Regions from separate parts of the Pan troglodytes genome. Here region 2 is linked to region 1. The links are chromatin contacts, called in public Hi-C maps. All regions are on one chromosome and are shown on one strand. Each heading gives the region's core, a stretch centred on a gene start, on an enhancer-like site or on the middle of the called end of the contact. The rest is flanking DNA. Distances are from core to core; before and after follow the strand shown. Region 1 overlaps TIAM2 (TIAM Rac1 associated GEF 2). Region 2 holds the start of TFB1M (transcription factor B1, mitochondrial).

The links. Hi-C and Micro-C count contacts between places; a contact is called where the count stands out from the background.
Region 2: a contact with region 1 is called in a Hi-C map of a lymphoblastoid cell line, with 2.9 times the contacts expected there. The contact joins the promoter of TFB1M here to the enhancer-like site in region 1. A contact is called at or near these places in 2 of 7 Hi-C or Micro-C datasets (a lymphoblastoid cell line and stem cell-derived neural progenitor cells) and 1 of 1 datasets of contacts at active chromatin or transcription factors (stem cell-derived excitatory neurons).

What each region holds. Positions count from the first base shown.
Region 1 is chr5:167,149,971-167,156,039 of NHGRI_mPanTro3-v2.0_pri, reverse strand. TIAM2 (TIAM Rac1 associated GEF 2) reads right to left here. Exons shown (of 28, transcript XM_009452282.5): 11 at 6,051-6,069; 12 at 3,889-3,993; 13 at 3,576-3,654; 14 at 715-807. Among named protein-coding and RNA genes, the nearest start is that of CLDN20, 96 kb to the left of the region's middle. Within about 2 kb of position 1,354, at least 3 of the 24 cell types and tissues checked have an H3K27ac peak or open chromatin away from gene starts, as enhancers often do. A contact at or near this core is called in a lymphoblastoid cell line, where this site is marked.
Region 2 is chr5:167,285,989-167,292,027 of NHGRI_mPanTro3-v2.0_pri, reverse strand. It overlaps TFB1M (transcription factor B1, mitochondrial), which reads left to right and starts at 4,666. Exons shown (of 7, transcript NM_001362392.1): 1 at 4,666-4,844. The coding sequence starts at 4,712.

The DNA.
Region 1 (6,069 bases), core at 105-2,604:
GAGCCCAGGAGTTTGAGGCCAGCCTGGGGCTATATAGCAAGACTTCGTCTTTTAAATAAGAAAAACAAAAAAGAATGAAAGGGCCAAAATGTATAGTATTTAGATGCCACTAAGAGCAAAACAAATGTTAGCTCTCTCACAGCTACTATTCGAAGAAACAGTTTGAAAGATCTCAGCTCACTGCAACCTCTGTCTCCCCGGTTCAAGAGATTCTTGTGCCTCAGCCTCCTGAGAACCACTCATTCGTTGTTTTTTCTAGTGTTCCCATGTTAACTTTGTTCCATCCGTGTCCACCTGTCTGTCTCACACTCTCTTCCTCCTTCCCTCTGTCTATATATATGTATACACTCACTCTTTTAAACACACACACACACATGCTCTCTCTATATATAGGCATATGCATTTTCTTTCTTTTCTCTCTCTCTGTCCTTTTTTACGGAGGCAGGAGTCTCACTCTGTCTCCCAGACTGGTCTTGGGCTCCTGGGCTCAAGCAATCCTCCCATCCTCCCACCTCAGCCTCCTGAGCAGCTGGGTTTATGGGAGCGAGCCGCTGTGTTTGGTCGCATTTCCAATTAAACTCTTACGTTTACTTTCTTTAAAATTCCAGGAGCAAACTTTTTCTGACAAAACTGTAAGAAGAAACATTCACTAGCCAGACTGTATTCCACAGTTTCAAATTAAGAGGCAACAGAGGCACGGTGTGCCACACAGACCTTCCCCATACGCCAGGCCATCGGGAAGAACGTCGCTTATAAATATCCGGCTGAGATGCTGACGCTCATCCACCTGCGCTGTAACTGCAAACCCTAGGAATGAAAACAAAAGGAAAAAGCAAGTCTCAGCCCACCACACTGAATTTCTCCAACCACATCGGCAGTATCTCCTTGAACATCTTTCATAAGTACAGTATGTTGAGAAAGTCGAAATTACAGCTATTTTGAAAGTATAAATATCTTGCAGGGGCAGAAAAAGAAAAATGGCAAACGAGAGGCTTAAGAAATATAAAAACATAACTTTTATTCCAAAGGTGAGACCATGCACCCACATGCATAACAGCATAATTCACAATAGCCAAGAGGTGGAAATAACCCAACTGTCTGTCAGTAGACGGATGGATAAGCAAAATGTGATCTATGCATACAGTGGAGTATCATTCAGTCTTAAAAAGGAAAAATATCTTGGCATATGCTACAATTTGGGTGAACTCTGAGGAGAATATGCTAAGTAAAATATGTCAGTCACAAATAGACAACACAGTATGATACTATTTACGTGAGGAGCTAGAGCAGTCAACTTCAGAGAGGTAGAAAGTATTAATAGAATGGTGGTTGCTAGGGGAATTCCGAGAGATACAAAGTATTAACAAACTGGTGGTTGCCACGGGCTGGGGGAAGGACAGTATGAGGAATTGGTGTTAAATGGGTACAGAGTTCAGCTTTACAAGACGAAAAGATTTCTAGAGATAGATGATGGTAGCACAGTATTGTGAATGTACTTAACATCACAAAACTGTACACCTAAAAGTGGCCAAGACGATAAATTTTATGTCATATGTCTATTACCACAATTAAAAATTTAGGCAAATTTAACAGCAAAAAATACTCTCACTGAAATACATGAAATTCAGTTCAATACAACAAATAATTGTTGAGAAACAACTATGTTTGGGGTTGAGCATTTTAAGAAGGTGAAAAACTGCTTGGATGAATACGGTGCTTGCCCTAAATACATAAGACTACATGCAAATCCTAGGCAGACCTTCCCTCTTCTGAATGCATGGCTCCTGACTTAGTGTCCCCCTCTGTGATGCCACAGTGAGGAGCACAGGTTTCCATGTCTTGGTCCCCTAATACGGAGAGTTCTTTGAGGACAGCAAGGATGTCCCGTTCCCCAGGTCTCTGCTGTGACCCCAGCAGAGCCTGGCAGATTATGGTCTCACCAGAGAGCATCTTCTGCTGGCAGAATATGGTCTCACCAGAGAGTATCTTTGCAATGTCTTCATTCATCCATTCCAATACAAAGATGAACACAAATGGCAACCACAAAAAGCACAGTGAAGGCCAAGAGGAGGAGAAAAAAGGCTAAGAGGGCTTCAAAGGAAAAACCAACATAACATGGGGTCCGGGCACAGTGGCCCACGCCTGTAATCCCAGCACTTTGGGAGGCTGAGGTGGGCGGATCACTTGAGTCCAGGAGTTCAAGAGCAGCCTGGCCAACATGGTGAAACCCCATCTCTACTAAAAATACAAAAATTAGCTGGGTGTGGTGGCAAGCAAGGCGCCTGTAATCCCAGCTACTTGGGAGGCTGAGGCAGGGAGAATTGCTTGAACCCAGGAGGCAGAGGTTGCAGTGAGCCGAGATCATGCCACTGCACTCCAGCCTGGGTGACAGAGCAAGACTATGTCTCAAAAAAAATAAAAAATAAAAAAATAACATGGGGGTCAGAAAAGATTATACAAATTTTTAAAAAACGAAGGCATCCTAAAAAGGACATTTTAACATATTATAAACTTTAATTTATTATTAGTTTGAATCATTTTAAGGAAAAAATCATGTATCAATATATTTAACAAGGTAAGAAATAGTGTTTCTATGGAGGTATTTACCAATCATTATCTAATCATTCAGTGTTTCTATGGAGGTATTTACCAATCATTATCTAATCAAGGAGAAATGTAGGAAATGATGCTATGAAGTGATTTCAGAAGTACTGACCCTTAACTGTTTTTTTGTTTTGTTTTGTTTTGAGACGGAGTTTCGCTCTTGTCGCCCAGGCTAGAGTACAGTGGCGCAATCTTGGCTTACGGCTCACTGCAACCTCTGCCTCCCAGGTTCAAGTGATTCTCCTGCCTCAGCCTCCCGAGTAGCTGGGATTACAGGCATGTACCACCATGCTTGGCTAATTTTGTATTTTTAGTAGAGAGGGGGTTTCTCCATGTTGGTCAGGCTGGTCTCGAACTCCTGACCTCAGGTGATCTGCCCGCCTTGGCCTCCCAAAGTGCTGGGATTACAGGCATGAGCCACGCCGCCCAGCTGACCCTTAACTGTTAAACTCAGGGAAGAAAGAAGGAAGTAAAGCTAAAGCAATCAGATACGGCTTCTTCAAGAAAGACCTTGAGTTAGTTCTTGAAGGACAGCAGGATTCATGTCACCAGAGAGGAGGGATGGGGGAAGAAAGAGGAAAGAAGGGGAGCATTCCAGGTGGGAAGAGAAAACTAAGGGCAAAGACACTAGAGATGAAAGCAACTGTCATATGAATCATGAGTTGATCTGCTCAGAGCAGCACCAGCATACAGTACATTGTGTTATTAATCTATATTTTCAAATTCCCATCAATTTTATATTCATTCCATTTAATTACTTTGGCATTTCCCTCTAATACTAATACCTATCTGTGTCACCTGCTAATATCAATAAATAGAAATGAAGGAAGAGAAAGGAAGTTCAGAAACTACTGTCATATATTCTGAAAATGTGAATGTAAGGGGAAAAAAAATTAAGTCCAAAGATACTGGGGCAAAGTAGGCAAAGACGAACAACACAATTCCCTGAAAGGGGCATTCCTTACACTCACCAAAGTCACACACACTCCCAGTCTTCGTGAGCTGCACGTCATAAACATTTAGTGGAAAGACTTCTATTTCATCATAAACCTGCAAAAGGTGAAAACAACAAAATCAGAGGATCTCATGTTATGATACCTCAAAAAATTACTTTGACACTATTTTTCATAAAACAAGAAAGCTATTAAAATACCGTTTATATAGAGACTGTTTCCAAACTAGATGCCAAATTTAAACAGAATTTTCCCCAAAAATGACATTTTTCAAAATTAAAGGGCCATAGATGTGGTTCAGTTTCCCTTCCTGAAGCTAGTGCACACTTACCTGTTCTTGCATATATTCATATGGTGCAGGGATGCAATACTCAACATTGTCATCTACTAATTTTCGAAGCTGTAGGCCATAATGGCTGGGTTCCAACTGCCTCATCTATAAAGAAAAAGACAGTTATTCAGATTTTAAATGCTCTTTCTAAATCCATCATTGGTTAGCAGGCTGATTAAAAATCAAAGTAGAAATCTCTAAAAGAATACTGCATATAATTTGCTGAATTTAAACCTACATAAGAGCTCGAATTTAAATACTTGTATGCAGGCCAGGCGCAGCGGCTCACACCTGTAATCCCAGCACCTTGGGAGGCCAAGGCGGGTGGATCACTTGAGGTCAGGAGTTGGAGACCAGCCTAGGCAATACAGCAAAACATCGACTATAGTAAAAATACAAAAATTAGCCAGGTGTAGTGGCACATACCTATAATACTAGCTACTCGGGAGGCTGAGGCAGGAGAATCGATTGAACCCAGGAGGTGGAGGTTGCAGTGAGCTGAGGTAGCACCACTGCACTCCAGCCTGGGTGACACAGCAAGATTCCAACTCAAATAAATAAATAAATAAATAAATACTTGTGTGCAAAAAAGTAAAGGAGGACAATTATTTTTAAGAAGGTTTTCTCTGAACAATATTGCTTATGATTAAAGGCAAGAGATGCATTTTTAAGAGATTATGGTAGAACATATCTGACAGTAAAATAAATCTTATCAGCTCAGCAAATGCCATCTCTTTAGTTAGGTTGAGCCTAACCTTGTTTCTCATTACTAAAGTACAGAAATTTGTAAAATGTTAACAAATCTACAGACTTAAGAATGTCATACTCCAAAAACTTTCAAAAGGAAAATGTGCACATACACTCATATTTTCTCTCGCATGCATATTTTCAACAGTGAGAAATTTATCTCAGGCCTATGCTCTAACTGGGTCAAATTGACCCACTACATCTTTTTTTTTTTTTTTTTTTTTTGTAATTTGAGACGGAGTCTTGCTCTGTCACCCAGGCTGGGGTGCAGTGGAGCCATCTCGGCTCACGGCAAGCTCCACCTCCCAGGTTGACGCCATTCTCCTGCCTCTGCCTCCCGAGTAGCTGGGACTACAGGCGCCCGCCACCACACCCAGCTAATTTTTTGTATTTTTAGTAGAGACGGGGTTTCACCGTGTTAGCCAGGATGGTCTCGATCTCCTGACCTCCTCGGCCTCCCAAAGTGCTGGGATTACAGGCGTGAGCCACTGCTCCCAGCTGACCCACTACTTCTGATACCCTTTATTACTCAGAAAATTATCAGTTTAATGGAGGATATCATTGGTATAGAACATTGTTGGTTTTCTGAATAAAAACGTTACATATGGGAGCAAAAGGAAATTAAGTTCATAAGGATATAAACTACATATAAATGTAGAGAATCCTAATGTTTCAAGTCACAGTGAAAAAGGGGGACTAAAATTAAACATTTTTCACATTTATTAAGTGCACATGATTAAGTGTTGCCAAACTCTATATGCCTTTTTCACCATTTCAACGTATTTGATTGTATTTTCTCTGGAAACTTAAAACTATTTAAGCTCTACTGCACCACCTGGTGGTCTAAAAGCTTCTGATCTGATGCTGCTGAACATATTCTCTCTCAGAGGGCTCTCTTTAAGACTTACCATAAACTCCCTTCTCAGATCAGGAATGAAACCCAGTTTGAAAAATGAATAAAACATCATCTTATATTAATCTCCATAAAGCAACTGTGAATATATCAAGTTTCGTGTTTAATCTGGAGAAATCCGATAAAACTATTTAGGATTAAATTAAATTACCTCAAAGTTTATGCCGCCTTCTTATAACATACCATCTCTAAGTAACTTAAATAGCAACGGATTTCATAATTATTCTAGATATCAAAGTATACATAGAATTTCAGTAGATTAGCTCAGGTTCTTCATGGAAGTGTGGGATCATGACCTAATAACTCATTCTTCTAAAGAGATCAAGGAATAGAATGCAAATTAATGAATATGCTAATAAATATATTAACTAATAAATATGCTAATATGTTCCCTGGCATGGAAACTGGGCCCTTGAATATCACACGAATTTAGAAGGCATAAGATTGTAACATTAATGATTATTTCTATTCAGAAGTATATTTCTGCAGCAAAATCCGTTACCTTGCATGCCAAAGTCAAA
Region 2 (6,039 bases), core at 3,417-5,916, 130 kb before region 1:
ATCTGGGCAAAGTAAATTGAAAACCTTCTACAAAGGAGTCACCATTCTAGATGACATTAAGAACATTCATGATTCATGGAGGAGGCCAAAATATCAACATTAACAGAAGTTTGAAAGAAGTGGTTTCTAACCCTCATGGATGACTTTGAGGGGTTCAAGACTTCAGTAGAGGAAGTAATGGCAGATATGGTAGAAGTGGCAAGAGAAATGGAATTAGAAGTGAAGCCTAAAGATATGACTGAATTTCTGCAATCTCATGTTAAAACTTGAACAAATGAGGAGTTGCTTCTTAGGAATTAACAAAGAAAGTGGTTTCCTGAGATGAAATCTACTCCTGGTGAAGATACTGTGAACACTGTTGAAATGCCAACAAAAGAGTTAGAATATTACATAAACTTAGTCGATAAAGCAGTGGCAGAATTTGAAAGCACTCATTCCAATTTTGAAAGAAGTTCTACCATGGGTAAAATGCATTCTCTGCTACAGAGAAATCTTTCACAAAAAGAGTTAAAAGATGCAGCAAACTTCACGGTCTTATTTTAAGAAACCACCACCCTGATCAGTTAGCAACCATCAAGTCAAGGCAAGACCCTCTACCAGCAAAAAGGTTAACATTCACTAAAGGCTCAGATGACCGTTAGCATTTTTTTAGCTATAAGGTATTTTAAATTAAGGTATGTACATATTTTTTGTAGCCATAATGCTATTGCACACTTAATAGACAACAATAGAATGTATGCATACCTTTCATATGCACTGGGAAACCAAAAACTTCATCTGTCTCACTTTATGGAGATATTCACTTTATTTTGGTGGTCTGATACTGAACCCATAGTATCTCAAAGGTTTGCCTATATAATAAAGACTAATTCGTTTATAATGCTGTTAGCATATTTTCTTCATTCACAAAAAGGTTTGCTTACTGTATAGGAAAAAGCCCTACCCATAGCTCCCTGAGTCGAACGAGTTGCCCATCCTCAACATCTTATTAGGATACTTGGCAATAATTCACAGACCTTTGGGGACAATGAGCAGGCTTTCAAATACTGCTTGAAACAGGGTAAACGCTGTATTTTCAAAAATAGTGTAAGTGTTCCATGGTTCCCTCAGGCAATTAGCTCGTGTTGTTGCCATAAGTTGCCCTACTTCTATCCCCACAGAATAAGCATTTGGTCCGTCTGCTCAGAGTTATCACGTTTTTCCTTCTTCCCTCTAGGTAGGTCACTAGATTCCTTTGTGAATGAACAGTGTGCATCAAAGAGCCATTAAAACAAAAAAACCCTAAATATGTGTGAAATGCAGCTCTTAGTATTTCTCTGGAGCATTGAATCATATTATATGTAATTATAAAATACTATCGGAAAAGGGCACTTTACATACCATAATAGTCATTTTATAAAGTTCAATTTGGCAATTCCAAGCCACATTTAATTTTCTCTGAAAATTCCCACATGGCAGGAAGATATTGCTCTCTGCAGCTTTCAAGTCTCTTTCAGGGAACGGTAAAATGACAACCTTTTAAAATTAGCACTTTTTCTATAAATAGAGACTAAATCACTTATACCAAATAAAGTCACATATGCATTTTTATTAAAATAAATACTAAAATAATAAGTAATTTTCCTACATAATCATTTTGGGATTTTACGCAAATTAGAATACTGCAATATAGTTTAGCATGAATCATTTGTAGTTCTTCATCTTCACTGACAGGTGGGGCTAGTGATTTCTGTATTAATTATAATATTTTAGCATATTAAAATCTGTATCTAGATGAAGCAGACACTTCAAAGCTTCAAAACTGATGAAACTGCATACCTCTCTTTTAAGGGATAAAACCATTTGCATTAATATGTGAAATACACTACTAAAACACCCCCTGCTGATTTCTTAGGCTTTTGCAGGGAGTTATGCATAATTTTCTGAAAATTAAAAACTGAGGATTAGATATTTATGATAAAAATTGGATCTCAAGAACTATTAAAAACTTGGAAGATTCTCCTAAGCTAGAATTTTTAACTCAGTTAAAAAATTATTTAACACGTATCAGAGGTTAATAAAAAGCACAGTGCAGTCAGAAGATCTAAACTCAGTTCCACCACTTACTAGCAAAGCACTGTACTATGGTCTGAATGTCCCCCAAAATTCATGTGCTGAAACTAAATCACCAATGTCATAGTATATTGACAGGGAGGCCCTAAGTGGGTGATTAATTGATTGAGGTAGAGCTCTCATAAATGGGATTAGCAACCTTATGAAGAGCTGGAGGGAATTAGCTAATCCCTTTTTGCCCTTCTGCCTTTGGACATGTGAGGACAAGACATTCCTCTTTTCTGGGGGATGCAGCAACAAGATGCTATCTTGAGGTAGAGAGAGCAGCCTTCACAAGGCAACGAACTTGCCAGCTCCTTGATCTTGGACTTTCAGCCTCCAGAACTGTGAGAAGTACATTTCTGTTCTTTATAAATTACCCAGTCTCAGATATTTTGTTACAGCAGCAGGAATGAACTAAGACACATCTTTGTGAACCTACATCACAGAATTGAAATGAGAATTAAGTAACAAAGGAAGCTGCTTTATAAACAGGTCATAATCTAACAAACTTCAGTTATTGAAGATGGCATGGTATAAACCATCCATAAATTCATATTTAGATCTGGGGACAAATTATCAGGAATCTACAAATTCTCCACGCAAAGGCGTTTCACTCATTTAGATTTCAGTTTGCTTTTATGTTGATGTTAATCTTTTAAAAAGCTCATGTGATTATATTTGGGGTCATCTGAACATCCTCTTTATACCTGTTACACAACGTGTGTGTTCATGCTAGCATTAGTGCCAAATAATTCAAATTCACTTGTTTCCAAGCTACTGAAAACAGATGCAGGGAGACTTAATATGTAGCTTCCATATTCTTCCAAAAGAAAGACAAGCAACAATGGAAAAAAAATTGAACAAAGATTTGGTAATAGTTTGACTCCAGAAAACTGATGAGAACATTCAGTCATTACATGGCACACTGGATCACTGGTAGGCTGAAACTTAAAAAAAAAAAAAAAAAGGAATCCTGCCAGTTAGCACTAAGTGTCGTGATTTAACAGTGTTCATCCTTGTCAATTAATAAGACCATTTGTATTGGTTTTGTATATATTTATTGCAATTGTTTTAAATAGTCATATGAAAACTGTAAGCTTATGTTTACACCTAGATTCGTATTTCTATAAATTTAAATGTTACAAAATTAACATATATTAACTTAAAAATAATAAGCTGATACTTGAGTGTGGCCAGTGAGATCAGAACTCAGAAAAAACACAACTCAGGTTGTCTTCTCTCTGTACTTTGCTGTCTGACTCTGGGCATTGTCAAATGACCTCACCTCCCCTATTTCTTCACAGCAAACTAAGAATAATAATCTCATTCACATGGGACCACTGTGAGGAGTATGGAAAATAATGAATATAACTGTGAAATAATGCTTTGTCAGGTATACTGTGTTTTGGACAATAAGATATCTGAATCAAGAGTTTGTACTTTCAGTCTACATTTTGATGCCACGTTGGGCAAATCTCCTTACCTCTGTGGTAGTCATCACTATTTTTTAAAGCTAGGAGATTATCTCAGTTCCTTTTAAAACAGCTTTTATAGAAGGTGGTTGAGTTTTCCACTGGAATTTCAAAGTACTCCTCATTTTTATATCCATACCCATAGTTGTTTCGTTTTCCATTAGCTTTTTTAAAAACTTACTAATTGAGGAACAGAAACTTTAAAATTCATTTGTGATCAATGCAGCAATGTCCAAACATAAGCAGGGTTAAAACAGCAAAATTCTCCCACCTATCACAGAAACTTTAATTTTTTTTTTTTTTTTTTGCTTCGTTGTTTTATCTCGTATAACGGAAAGACAGAACTCATATTTCAGTCTTCTCTCTGTTCTTAGCTGTAATCCTAGCAAATCGAAAGACCTCTTTACACTGGCCAATTATTCATCTGCCAAATAATAACAGCCACCACTGATCACGTGGGAGCTTACCCAATGCCATGCGTTCACTATGTTCTGAACGTGCACACCTGGCGATCTCTCTCATTTAGTGCTCACAATTTTGAGGTAGACATTAGTTCCATTTAACTGATGAAAAAACTGAGGCTGAACGAAGTTAAAAACCCGTCATGCAGCATCTGCAGAGCGGCGGTTCTAAAAACACCTCACTGTAAGAAAGAATTGCTAACAAACAATAGCTTTGCCTCTAAGCACCCGCTTTTCCTCTAATAGTCACAGACGGGTATTTTGAACGTTAAAGGGCCGGAAGCCCTTGGGAATTTCAGGGCGGGAGTAAACCGGCTGCACCTCTCAGAGCAACTCCTCCGAAAAACCCCACCCTGTCCAAGCCCCGCCTCGTCCCGCCCTCCTGGGCGCTCTCCCCATAGCCCGCCCGGGAGAAGCCTAGCCCACCCGGCTCCTCCCCCGCTCTCACTGGCGGAAGCCGCCGAGCACCCAGCCTGCCCTTCTCTCGGCAGGACTTAGCGCATGCGCTCTCAGCACGCCGGGATTTCCTGTCCGCGGTCATCGCTTCCGGTGGGATAGGTCTGACCAATGGGGCTGGCTCCGAGGCGGGCCTTAGGTCTCGCAGGTTCCTCCCCTGCGCGCTTCTTTCGGAGCGGCGGTGAAGGTCCTGGGTGAGTTAGGGGTGGCTGGTGCTTGCCGCGTATCATGGCTGCCTCCGGAAAACTCAGCACTTGCCGTCTCCCTCCGTTGCCCACGATTCGAGAAATCATTAAGTTGTTAAGACTGCAAGCAGCGAAGCAGCTATCACAGAATTTCCTCCTGGACTTGAGGCTGACAGGTGGATGGCTTACCCGTGCTCCCCGGATGTCTCCCCAGTGTCTGTGGGGGCGTGGGCCGGGGGGTCTTGCACGTCCCCGCGGGCGGGTGTCCAGGCACTGGCGTGCAACGGGCTTTTGGTCAGGTCCTTCGACCTCTTTGTATCAGAAGAACTCCGGTCCCACCGCCCAGGAGACACGTGAAGTGCGTTGATTGCTCACAAAACTCCGCGTTCGGGGGGGTGTAGCCTGCCGGCAGGCTGCGTACAGGCCAGGCTCCCTAGAGGAGGAAGGGTTCATGGGTCGTGAAAGGCGCTAGTGAATATTGGAATCTGGGTCACTGTGAAATCAATCATTCTGAAATGGTACAGCACATGCTGACTGCACTTGCTTTACATGCAGTTTAAAGTTACCAGAATTTAAATTGATGCGAGGATTTTATCAATAACTTGGTGAAAAGAGTATCCCTCGTATGATTCGTTATTTAAACGTTTACCTGTTCAGTCTAAGAAAGCCTCGGGGGCGCTAATATTCATTCATAAGTACATATTACACAAGCAACATTGTGCTAGTGCCGGGGGTAGGATGTGGGCGTGAACAAGGCGGTGTTTCCTCGAGGAGCTTAGTTTTAGCAAGTTTACATTCCCACACCTAATTGTTTAAAGTTACTTTTTATGAGATATAATTTATGTGCAATAAAATTAATCAGTTTGAAGTGCTCAATTTGATGAGTTTTGACGAATGTATTAATATATATTGGTTTAACCACCATCACCATTGCTTAGTGATGTTCTATGAGATGAGGTTGCAAAAATATATTACAAATAAGTCTACTAAGTCACGGCTGGAGTACTTAGGTTTTGAGATTTTCATATTTCATTCTATTTAGTCCCACTTCAGAAGTTGAAAAGAGCAGTAAATCACACCCAAAAAGTTCATTTTCACTTAAATGAAGCACACTCCAGAAAACATAAAATGTTTTATTTCTTGGACATGTAGTCTTTATTCTGCCTGTACCAATATGACTTTGGATAAAATAATTTAACTCTTTAAGTTTTCTCTTTTTTTTTTTTTTTTAAGATGGAGTTTCGCTCTTGTTGCCCAAGCTGGAGTGCAATGGCATGATCTCAGCTCACTGCAACCTCCGCCTCCCCGGTTCAAGTGATTCTCGTGCCTCAGCCTCCCAGGTAGCTAGGATTACAGGCGTGAGCCACCGTG